3 separate regions of the Mus musculus genome follow, and all the other regions are linked to region 1. A link is a contact called in public HiChIP or PLAC-seq and promoter capture Hi-C data. All regions are on one chromosome and are shown on one strand. Each heading gives the region's core, a stretch centred on a gene start, on an enhancer-like site or on the middle of the called end of the contact. The rest is flanking DNA. Distances are from core to core; before and after follow the strand shown.

The links. Promoter capture Hi-C pulls out the DNA fragments that hold promoters and counts their contacts. HiChIP or PLAC-seq counts read pairs in DNA pulled down with a chosen protein or histone mark.
Region 2: a contact with region 1 is called in a promoter capture Hi-C map of trophoblast stem cells, with 4 times the contacts expected there. The contact joins two enhancer-like sites. A contact is called at or near these places in 13 of 39 promoter capture datasets (the 3T3-L1 cell line, HPC-7-derived erythroid cells, the SN4741 cell line and 9 more), 2 of 15 datasets of contacts at CTCF or cohesin (the NIH/3T3 cell line and large pre-B cells), 8 of 484 Hi-C or Micro-C datasets (the C2C12 cell line, the N1E-115 cell line, cerebral cortex and 4 more) and 15 of 115 datasets of contacts at active chromatin or transcription factors (the NIH/3T3 cell line, the SCID.adh cell line, VIP interneurons and 11 more).
Region 3: a FOXA1 HiChIP or PLAC-seq map of pancreatic cancer cells shows a contact between it and region 1. The contact joins the promoter of Mia3 here to the enhancer-like site in region 1. A contact is called at or near these places in 1 of 39 promoter capture datasets (the C10 cell line), 6 of 484 Hi-C or Micro-C datasets (Th1 cells, adipose-derived mesenchymal stem cells, embryonic stem cells and 3 more) and 3 of 115 datasets of contacts at active chromatin or transcription factors (astrocytes, bone marrow-derived macrophages and pancreatic cancer cells).

What each region holds. Positions count from the first base shown.
Region 1 is chr1:183,656,689-183,660,483 of GRCm38.p6, reverse strand. All of the region lies in intron 2 of Gm39724 (a long non-coding RNA gene), which reads right to left. Among named protein-coding and RNA genes, the nearest start is that of Gm39724, 27 kb to the right of the region's middle. Within about 2 kb of position 1,678, at least 8 of the 459 cell types and tissues checked have an H3K27ac peak or open chromatin away from gene starts, as enhancers often do. A contact at or near this core is called in pancreatic cancer cells and trophoblast stem cells, where this site is marked.
Region 2 is chr1:184,017,318-184,021,112 of GRCm38.p6, reverse strand. All of the region lies in intron 2 of Gm39725 (a long non-coding RNA gene), which reads right to left. Among named protein-coding and RNA genes, the nearest start is that of Gm39725, 5.9 kb to the right of the region's middle. Within about 2 kb of position 1,887, at least 32 of the 459 cell types and tissues checked have an H3K27ac peak or open chromatin away from gene starts, as enhancers often do. A contact at or near this core is called in trophoblast stem cells, where this site is marked.
Region 3 is chr1:183,367,790-183,371,584 of GRCm38.p6, reverse strand. It overlaps Mia3 (melanoma inhibitory activity 3), which reads left to right and starts at 2,020. Exons shown (of 26, transcript NM_177389.3): 1 at 2,020-2,188. The coding sequence starts at 2,056. It also overlaps the pseudogene Gm37339.

The sequences.
Region 1 (3,795 bases), core at 429-2,928:
GTCGACAAGAATCCATTCGTTTATGATTTCACTTATTCATAAGTCAGCCAGGGGTTATCAAATAGCTGAATACATGTCAAGGCTAAAACTCAGGAACAGGAGCTATAAGTAGATAGATGGATAGATAGATAGATAGATAGATAGATAGATAGATAGATAGATAGATAGATGAGATAAGAGAGAGATAGTGCATACATAGATACATAGATTATGGATAGACAGATAATAAATAGATGGATAGAGGATGGATACATAAATACATGGATGGATAGATAGGTGGTAGATAGATAGATAGATAGATAGATAGATAGATAGATAGATAGATGGTGTATACATAGATAGATTATGGATAGAGAGAGAGATAGAAAGAAAGAGATAGAGAGATATAGAGAGAGATAGGTAGATAGATGACAGATAGATAGATAGATAGATAGATAGATAGATAATAGATGGATAGAGGATGGATACATAGATACATAAATACATAGATGGATAGATAGATGATAGATTATGGGTAGATTATTTATAGATAGATAGATAGATAGATAGATAGATAGATAGATAATAGATGGATAGAGGATGGATACATAGATACATAAATACATAGATGGATAGATAGATGATAGATTATGGGTAGATTATTTATAGATAGATAGATAGATAGATAGATAGATAGATAGATAGATAGATAGATAGATAGATTATGGATAGATAGAGGATGGATACATAGATACATAAATACATAGATGGATAGATGATAGATTATGGATAGATAGATAGATAGATAGATAGATAGATAGATAGATAGAGGATGGATACATAAATACATAGATGGATAGATAAATGATAGATTATGGATAGATAGATAGATAGATAGATAGATAGATAGATAGATAGATAGATAGATAGAGGCAGAGCAAGCACAGTCCCTAGCAGAAGGAAATCAATCTAGTTGAGGTGTAAGATGAACAGACAAATACAATGTGATGAGTTCATGTCTGACCCTGAGTCAGGCACGGGGCACTGAGGAATCCCCAGCTATTTGGGGACAATGCCACCACCTTCTGAGAAAGCCTGCTCTGATCTGAGCTTACCTCCTGCAGCAGCCTGGCCACTCAGTGAGAAGGGCAAGGATTCCCAGGAGGGAGCCTGTCTTAAGCCCACTCAGGGTCACACTTGTGGCCCTCAGTGGCCTGTCACTCTCACATGGCAGTGGTCCATCCCTCTCACGTGGCACTCTAGGTTCTACAGAAGCTTCTGTCGTGCCCTCTCCTCACTTCAAACAAATTAACTTACAGAAAAGTAAACGTATTTGTCTGCAAAGAAAATCCAGATGCTGCTCCCAACGGTCAAAGTTCCAAGGTCAGATCAAATAAGCAAGTCTGAACTTCAGAGAGACACAGCTCAGTGCAAGGACGGCTCATCCACTATCGCCAAGGCCCTGAGGAGCTCTCTGTACCCCTGACCCTTCCTAGCCTCCTATAGATATCCATGACAGAAATACATTTCCCTGAGGCCAGCCTTCAATGGATCTATTTCCTGTTGATAGTAGAACAATAAACCCTTCAAACACTAGGTGTCAGGGACACTCTTGTTTCTGATCTGTAGACCCAGGCTCTGCCTGGGTAACTAGCATTCCTAGTAGTGTTCAGGTGACACGGATATGGTTAGCACTGATGTCACTGTAGGACACAGGTCCCTTTTACACATTCTAGCTCTTGTCATAGACAATTAACAATGCAGAGAGGAAGTGACTCACTAGACAATTCACTGGAGTGGAAGTTTCGGTCAATAACTGGCCAGGTCAACCCTGACTCTATACCAGGAACGCGCAGTAAGCATCTACCTCTCTGAGACAGAACATGGGATGATTGGACACCACCCAGAAAGTCCAGCTAAAATTGATCAAAGACACTACTTGGGCCAACGGCATGTTCATTTTCCTATGAGTAGCAAAGTGTGGGGAAGGCATCTGTTGGCCTCTTCTTTGCAGACCTTGACTGCCTTGAACAACAGGATTATCATTCCTCAGCTGGCCAGACTACCTTTCTGCCAGCCCGCGCCATCTTGAACACTCTCCACATTAAGTCGAGAACACATGAGCCTAGCCTACTGTGTGATTCTCGAAGGCACAGCCTCAGCAGGGACTATTTGAAATAGTTTATTCCTGGCCTTTGATATCATGACCACCTATGAACTCTAGCCTACCCTGAGCAGAGAGGGGAACGCCTCCTCCGACAGTCTAGCTGATGAACTGCTATGACAGGGCTAAGAAAGAAGGCTGGGATGGATCTAAAACGCAAACCTCAGTGACTGTCACTGATGTTCAGAAGCCAGGCTGTGATCAACTCAAACAAACATCTGTGATAGGTAAAAACCAGCTGTGACTGGTCCAGAGTGGCTGTAATCAGTTCAAAACTCTTTCCTGGGCTATATAAGCAGATTGCTAATGCCCGGTTGGTTATTTCGCTAGGAGACACTCACTGCTGCTGCCTGCCTTGGTGTTAAAGCTTTAGCCTAATGAATCTCTAGGATGCTTTTCTCTTGCTTACTTCCAGTAGCGTGGGCTGAGCTGGTAACAAGAAGAAAGATGGCTGAGTATGGTGGCAACATCAGAAGAGAAGTGACCCAGAAAGCCAGGGAGCTGGCATGGCAGCCGTGAAAGCAACATGGCAGCCAGCTGCATCTCAGCTGAAGACACAGCAGGTTCCCAGCTCCCAAGGGGCCTGCCTGATCAGGTGCCCCAGTCAGTCCTGGTAGAGTTTGTTACTCCCAAGTTACTCCAGTCTAACTGGGTTATGGAAGGAGCCAAGTGGTCGGCCAAACAGCCCAGGAGCAATCACGGCAGGAAGTAGACATCAGAAATAGACATGAAGTCACAATGTGCCCTAGCTGCAAACACAGCAAGGCCAGCTTAGCTGACCGACGGCTAAAGAAGAGGCAGTTGAGCCATTGAAGTAAGGCAGGGTAGGATAAAGGTTGGCAGAACTGGACTGCTGACAAGAGAGCCGAGAGTAAAGAGGAATAGAAAGCCAGAAAAGAGAAACTGCATGGCATGATCTCCGGATTCCCAGAGTGCCATGGCTCTCATACCTCAGGCTCAGAGTTCTATCATAGGTCACTGCCAAAGGCTAAGGGTGCCAAGAGCCTAAGGCCTACAGCAAATCTGTAACACTTGTGATCCTAAATGCTGATGCGCAAGAGGCCCATATGGGGACCTAACACTAGAGGGCGCCACTTGCTACCACTTCTGGCTGCCTACTGCTGCTGCTCCCTGAGAACATCCAGAGAGGGCACTTGAAGAGCTGCTTCTTGTCTACACAAGATTCCTACCCAGGGGGGGCTAAGGACCCTCAGCCAGAAGGTTGCAACGGGATGGAATGGGAAAAGGCTGTGTTCTGAGTTAGAAGCCAGAAAGCAAGCGAGACTCTACATGGAAACCTGTGGACCCGCAGCTCTGAAGAAGTGGCTTTGGGAGACACGTCAGGGAATACCTCATTTAAGGGGCACCTCAGGCACACTGTATCTTTTCACCTTTTGGGTTTAGGCTGGTCTTCCTTAGGCTGGCTATTTGACAAGACCATGATGGTGACTTACGTCGCTTTAGAAAGTATTCTTACTCCTGTCATAAAAGAATGAGAAGCCCAAGTCTGGGAACTAGAGAACCAACTGTAGGTAGGAAACAGGCGTAGAACCAAGGGTGAGAGTGTGACAGACCTTCCAGAAGCCGAGATCTCGGAGTCTTTCTGGGAATGGTGCCCCCGTCCCCGCCCTTGCCCCGCCCCCACCCCACCC
Region 2 (3,795 bases), core at 638-3,137, 360 kb before region 1:
GGAATAGACCTTGGTGGCTGGCTTTAGGGGAAAGGGCAATGTTTTCCATGCTCACACCTACTAGAGCGCTTCAGTGTATGTATATGAAAATACATGCAGCCCAATATTGTCTATCCTTAACTTATGCTTAATAATTCTTAAATAATAAAGTGGAGGAATGATTTAAAGAGATACCTGTCACCAGCCTTTGGTCTCCATGAATGTGTCCACATACACATAAGCACAGACACCCAAACAGGAAGAGGGAGGCACTGATGTCCTTGGTAAAGGGCTGCTAAGAAGCGCGTGTACAAGGGGTGGGAGTCTGCAGAGAGCAGCTAGAGAGTGGCAGGGAAGTAGCTACATGAAGAGGAAAAGCAGCAAGGACTCTTATTCAACAAACTCTGGTGAGAGAGAGAGATCACTAAAGGGCTCCTCTGAGGCACAGGAGTCCTGGCAGGACCTTTATTCTGTCTTCTTTCAGACAGAGGACTTCAGTCTGCTGAAGGATGGGATGAGGAGTGTGTTGTTGAGAGATTCAAGAGAATCGAGGAGGAGGTGATTATCAGTACCAAGTACTACACGGAAGCAAGAGACAAGAGAGTGGGTGGAGCCAGGCGTGGTGGTGCACGCCTTTAATCCCAGCACTCAGGAGGCAGAGGCAGGCGGATTTCTGAGTTCGAGGCCAGCCTGGTGTACAAAGTGAGTTCAAGGACAGCCAGGGCTAAAAAGAGAAACCCTGTCTCGAAAAACCAAAAAAAAGAGAGAGAGAGAGAGTGGGTGGATCGGACCCGGGGGCGGGGGGGGGCGGTTAGCCTTTCAAAGGGAGGGACAGTGTTTAGTGAGAAGGTGGGGAAATGTCAAATGTTAAGGGGAAAATGGCAGTTAAAATATAAAGAAGCCAAGATCATCTGGATAGCGGCAGGTAGAGGCCCCATACTGACGGCTCTCTTGTCTCCCAGCCTGGACCCAGGCTTCCTCGGGTGAGACCACAGAGGAGGAACTTGTGTCTGAATACTTGGTTCTCACTGTATGGCTCACCTGTGAAACATGCCGCGATGGAGCCTGTCACAAAACTGTCATCCTCCCCCAAGCACCTTCATGTCACAGAGATAAGTGAAGGAAGGAATGCAATCCCTCTCAGACTCAGAGCATTACCCCACCCTCCAGCCGGGGGCTCTGTATGCGCTACCATAGTGTGCTCTTGGGGGGACTCCTATCCACACATTCAACTACTGTCACATGCACTACAATACTCAGGAGATATGACGTCAATGCCAGTCCAGCCTCAGACTTGCCTGCCTTCCTCGATCCTCTGTGGGTGGCTTTGCTGTCCCTTTCCACCAGGGCACCAGGGCAGGAATACAGAGAGAGAGTCTGCCCTCTTCTCCTTGACCTCACCTGAACACTCAGCCAGGCTCCTGACCTCTTGTATTTAGCTCCTGGGACTGTGAACTTTTTTTTTTTTTCATCCACAACGTCATCAGTTCAGTCTGGCCACTGTAGGGTCTGCCACAGACACACCCTCTTAACACTTCTGCCCCAGAGGGCTGTATACACAAATCTCAGCACTCTATTTCCGCCCCCTCCCCCACCCCAGGCTCCCTTAGGGGGCTCCCACCACTAAATCTCAAACCCTGGAGCAAATAGCCAGAGGTGCCTATTTAACATATCAAAGCAAAGCAGACCAGGCCACCAGGTTCTCCCAGCATCTCTCTGTCCCTATCTGTTACAGGGTAAGGCTGGTATACCCTGCCCCCACACTAAACTTCTCCAGCCCAGGGTCTGGGCTGCCCTTCCCCCAGCTACCCTTCCTTATATAATCCAGCTATTTAGCTAAGACTGACCCTCTTTTGGTCAGTCTCCAGGCCCAGGGTGTGGCTCTTGGTCAGTATCTCCTCTCTCCCTACCTCCTTGCCTTCTCTGCTCATAGCTCAGGGTCATGTTTACGCTGAAGTCTCCCAGACGTGTCTGCCTCTGCTTATGCTCTCCTTTTTATACTTCTCCGCCTTGCCATTCCTTTTTCTTTCTTTCTTTCATTTTTCGTTCACTTAATACTCTACATAAATATCTGGAGCAACTCATAAGCCCCTGCCTATCATCTATAAAGCCACTGGCCCTTTCTTTAATCTCTGAGTTTTCAGGGTGTTGCTCCTTTCACAGGTGATTGCCAGTGTTGTGAGTCACCTTGATTCCTTACTCCTTGGACTAAACACTGTGAGGCTGGAGGGATGGCTCAGCAGTTATTTTTGCCATTCTTACAGAAGACCAGGTTCAGTTCCCAGCACCACCCCAGTAGCTTACAGCCCACCTGTAAGGGGATCTGAGCCCCCTGTTCTGGCCTCTGAGGGCAAGAGGCATACATGCACACCTACATACATGCAGAAACTCACTTATTCACAAACAATAAAAATAAATCAGTCTTTTAAAAATTTAGGATAGTTATAACCCTAACCCAGCACAATGGTTTGAAAGTAGACAGCCATTATTTTTGTTGGCTGAATAAACAACATTAAGGCAGAAAGAGTGAGTCTGTCTGATGTCATGCCTGACTATAGTCAAGGTAGTCTTAGTTAGGGTCTCACTGCTGTGAAGAGACACCATGACCAAGGCAACTCTTATAAAGGGAAACATTTAACTGGGGCTGGCTTACAGGTTAAGAGGTTTAGTCCATTATCATCAATGTGGGAGTATGGTAGCATCTAAGCAGGTGTGGCTCAGGAGGAGTTGAGAGTTCGGTTTTCTTCTGAAAGCAGACAGAAGACTGGCTCCCATGTGGCTATGAGGAAGGCCTCCAAGCCCACCTCCAGAGTGACACACTTCCTCCAACAAGGCCACCCCCCCGCCCCCAAGAGTGCCACCCTAGGCCAAACATATTCAAACCACCAGGGTGGTCTTACATCCTAAGTTCTGTGCTGTAATGTATAGACAGAGGTATACTTCAGGAATATAGGGGGAGATTGTGGAGCCAGGAAGATGATAGACAGGCCATACTGTCAAGGACTCACCTTTCTTTAACCAGATTTTGTGTGTTCTCCAATCCTCTCCTAGAGTACATTGAAAACAATAGTGGCTGAGAACATCTTTCAAAATAAGAGTCCTACCCATTCTCCATAGACTCTTGTCAGCTCCTTGTAAAGTTTCCCTGGTTTCTCTCTCTTCCAGCTTTACCATTAGCACCCCTCATGCCTGCCAAACCATTGCCATTTTGATGTCTGCCCTTGACTTAGACCTGATTTATTTACTATCTCATTGTTGTCTCTGAGTTCACTAAGATATAATTTACAGAGTCTAGCCACAGCAGATGAGTTGGCCCATCTAATACTTCACCTGCTGCGGGACAGAGAGAAGGGAGCAGGTGGGCAAAGTGGCACAACCATTATGAGCCAAAAAATAGATTATGGCTGGAAACTCCCATCTTGATTTGGCCCAGGGGCCACGGGTATATTTGGCTGGCCCCTGACTGACATAATTATTATTGCCAGAAATTAATTTTAGCAAGAACTTGAAAGGAGGACATGGGTGATTAAAGTTCTAATAATAACATTTTTTAAAAAGTCTGGGTTAATGAATCTGTAACTCAGGCAAAAAAAATAAATAAATAAAATAAAAGAGGCTGTGAGTGTTCTGGGACCAGCACGTGGGACTGAGCTCTGAAAAATAAAAGGTATTTGGCTATGGAGTCAAGTAGGGCAAGGTTGGATCACATGGCCCCAAGAAAACTTAGGGAAAGGAGATAACACTTACTCTACAGTGGGACTGCTTCTGTAATTGAAAATGTGGATGAAGTAAAACTTTACAAAGCAGATATATGAG
Region 3 (3,795 bases), core at 771-3,270, 290 kb after region 1:
CCCATACGGTGGATATACAGGACTGAGAGAGCCATCGCTTCCAGTCATTCTCCAACCTCTGTCATGCACCCCCACAGAAAGATAAATACATTTTTTAGTCTTTCATGTGATTTTTATTTTCTTTCTTTAACCGTGATAATATGATATCCAAATTCGTCATAACAGGTGGGTCTGGAGACACAGGCTTATCCATCCCACTTACAGGCAAGGCAAATGCTGCTTCTTGAAATGACCTCATCATGGATTCTCTGGTCACCTAACCCAAGTCACCTCCTTGTCTGGGTTTATCTTCACTATATTGTGCGGTGGCCACTTCAGTGAATTTCATCCCAGACTTTAACTTTTCCATGGCTTCCATGATTTTCCCGTGTTTTCCACATAGAATGGGTCTGACCTCTACTGACGTCCACCACCTTAGACCCCTGAGACGCCTTGTCAGCACTGTCACTTCCAGAGGCTGCACCTCCTTCTCCTCCTTTCTCAGAACCACTTTCCCTCTTTGGCAGCATCTTTTAAGCTTGCTGTTGAACTCTCCAGAATAAATACATTTTAAAAGCAAGCAAAACCTATTATGAGCCAAACAGCGTACTATTCTTCAGTAATAGGAACATTGGCCCTGTATGTAAAAGTATATTTAAATCAATATCTCATGCTATTTTATCCGTCTTTTTCTACCAATGGAATGTTATTTAATTCTATTCTGTAGACATAAGAAGACGTTTAAATTACTTTGGTGTGCTTTCATACCCCGGTGGCACCCAGAACAACAGGAAACAGTGGGGTGAGAATGTAGTCGCTCTGACAGATATGTCCCCATCTAACAATAAACGTATCTGCAGATTTGGTGTTGAGGATGCTGCTGTGGGGAGAGCACTAGAGGTCTGAAAGAACTCCATGGAGTCTGTGTGTGTGTGTGTGTGTGTGTGTGTGTGTGTGTTTACATCGGGACTGTGGTTCATGCAGCAGATTGTTGTTGAGCACATCACAAGACCCGGGTACCTCCCTAGGCAATGAAGAACAAGCGGAAACAAAACAAGTTAGAGTGGGGATGTAGCTCAGCACTGTCGGTGAGCACGCCCAGACTCCAGCACCACATAAACAATAGCTCCTATAGAGTTATTTGAGGGGTGGGAGGAGTGGGCTGCTCTATTTGAGTGAACCTAACAGAAGAGGGGAAGAAAGCCAGGAAACAGGATAAAGGGACAGAGAGACAGGGCAGTCTGTGGTAAAGCCATTGCATGTTACTTGGAAATACGGAGTTATAAGGAAGCTTAAGGAGAACATTGAGACAGTAGCTATTGGCAACATGAGGGCATTCGGGTGTGCCACGGAGTGGGTCTGGCCTACAGTTCTGTCAAAGGAGATGGAAGCTGAACACGTTGGTGCTAGACTAAATGACTTTATGTTCTTATGTCCTTTATGGACAGCGACAGGAATCTGAAGATCGTGGGCAGAGGATCACTGTCCACCACCCCTCTCCTTAAAGGATGACACTTTCTAATTTACTGTCTCACCCACTACTCCACTGAACTAAAAGAGAGCCATGGAGGTCCCAAAGAACCCCATGGAGTTTGAAGTGTGTGTGTTAGGGTCGGGGGTTGTGCATGGATCAGTTACACACTGTGTCCAGTCCTGTGTGGGACTTGGCGGTTCAGAACTAAAAGCGGTAGTTGGAAGAAGTGATGGAGAGAGATGGCTGTTTAGCATGGACCAGAAATCCGAAGCTGTAGGAGGAAGACGAAAAACCTGTTGGGATGGCGCTGAGATGCGGAGTGACGAACCTGGTGACGCGGAGGGTCGTCTGTGAAGGCGCCCGAGTCGAGGCTTGCGATTGGGCGAGGGGAAGGTGCCTCTGACGGTCGTCAAGGTAGCAGTTCGGGAGGGACGCCAAGGCCTCCTCCAAGTCACCGCGCATCCCTTGCTGAGCCCTTGCTGACGTGTCACTCGCAGCAGCCCGCCTCTTGGGCGCCTCCCCCGGCACCGCCCGCTCCTGCCCCGCCCCCGACACCGCCCGCCGGCGGCCTCCGCGTCACCCGGGCCCGCGGTGGCCACAACATGGCTGCGGCGCCGGGGCTGCTCTTCTGGCTGTTCGTGCTGGGGGCGCTCTGGTGGGTCCCGGGCCAGTCGGATCTCAGCCACGGACGGCGTTTCTCGGACCTCAAAGTGTGCGGGGACGAAGAGTGCAGCAGTGAGTCCGGGGTGGCGGGGCGGGCGGCCGGTTCCCGGGTGGCTGCGGTGGCTGCGCGGGTCGGAGTCCCACAGCCGGCACCTGGCCTAGGGGGTCGCAGGCCCGCGGAGCCCGCGCTGGTACGCTTTACTCGGCTATCGCCCGGCTAGCCCTGCCATAGAGGCCGTGCCTACCACTTGTTGCCGGATTTGCTCTCTGCTCCTCTGACCCTGCCGGGGGGCGCCGCAGACCCAGCCGGGTTTCCAGGGTGCTGCTCTCTGCTTCCTTATCCCCGCACTCCCCTTGGGCTCCCAGGGTGATGGGGTGGCTCGCCCCCGCATCCTGGGCGCCCCATGCTGCAGCCAAGAGCGTTTTAACGCCGGCCGCGGGGACCTGGGTCCACTCAAGACCGAGATCCACGCGCTTAGAGATCTGGGGCGCAATCCTAGCGGCCGATTGACGGCGGGGTTCCTCCAGAAGGCACCTCGGCGCTGCCCTCTTGGCTGCATTGGGACCAGCTCACATCATCTTTGGAACCAGAGGAACTGGAGTTTAGGTTTGGGATGAATCCCGAGGCCAAGCAAGCAGTGCATTCTGTGGTCTCCCCGGTTTTCTCCTTCAGTCCCGTCGCTCTTTTGCATAGAAGCCTTTTGCCAGCTCCCAAGCAGGGCTGCGGGAAGGTCAAAATCTTTCGTTCTTTAACCAGCCAAGTTACTGCACCTGTCACTACCTGAGAACCGCAGCCGCCTTCTCTGTGCGCAGTCGCGCCCTAGTCCTAGGTTGGAGGTGCCAGGGTTGGAGGTGGGCCATGGGGAAGGTTAGGATTAGAAGAGGGCTACTACTGTAACGGTGATAATAAATACTCCAAGGGTCTCAGGAACCCGTCCAGCCCTTTCCTTAGTTCCCTATGTTGCTGGGACTTACTCCTACCCAGAATAATACTGTTTTTAGGTTGGTTTCCAGAAACTGTAACTCACTGACGATGTCCTTCACAAATCACAGCAGTCCATTCAGAAAAGTATTCATTCTAAAAGACTAAGAAGAGTGCAGGTTAGCCATTTGTATTTCAATTGGTGTTATGAAAAAAAAAAGGAAAAAGCAAAATGCATAACTTGAATGGTTTACTCCAATACCATTAAAGAAAAAAAAGGGGCGCCTGTAATTTATGTCGCTGAGATTCTAGGTCCTAGCTGTAACCCAGGGCCACTGTAAATAAACAGCGAAGGTAAAGCAACCACGAAGGTAAAGGCACCACGGCGACTTCTCCCTTTCATGCCCTACTACCATTTGGTGCCCTACTACCATTTGGTCATTGACTGCTGTCAAGCGTCTTCTGTTCTTTGCTGTCAGGCACTGTCCTACCTGAGTTCCTCAAAGCGTGGGAGGTCCGTATCACTGATGCTGCCTCAGAACTGGGGCTCAGGGTTGGAAGAGTTCCGGGTTATAGTGTAACTTGAGGAGTGGCCCAGGCCCAAACAAATGTAGCCAAACACAAGAGGCAATGATAGAAGAAGCAGGGCCCAGGTGTGTGTCGCTGAGAGGAAGTGCTTGTGATGGAGGTGTCAGGTGTCAGGAGAGGTGTCACTCGGTGTGCATGTCACTCATAAATGATAAGTGGTACATACTGA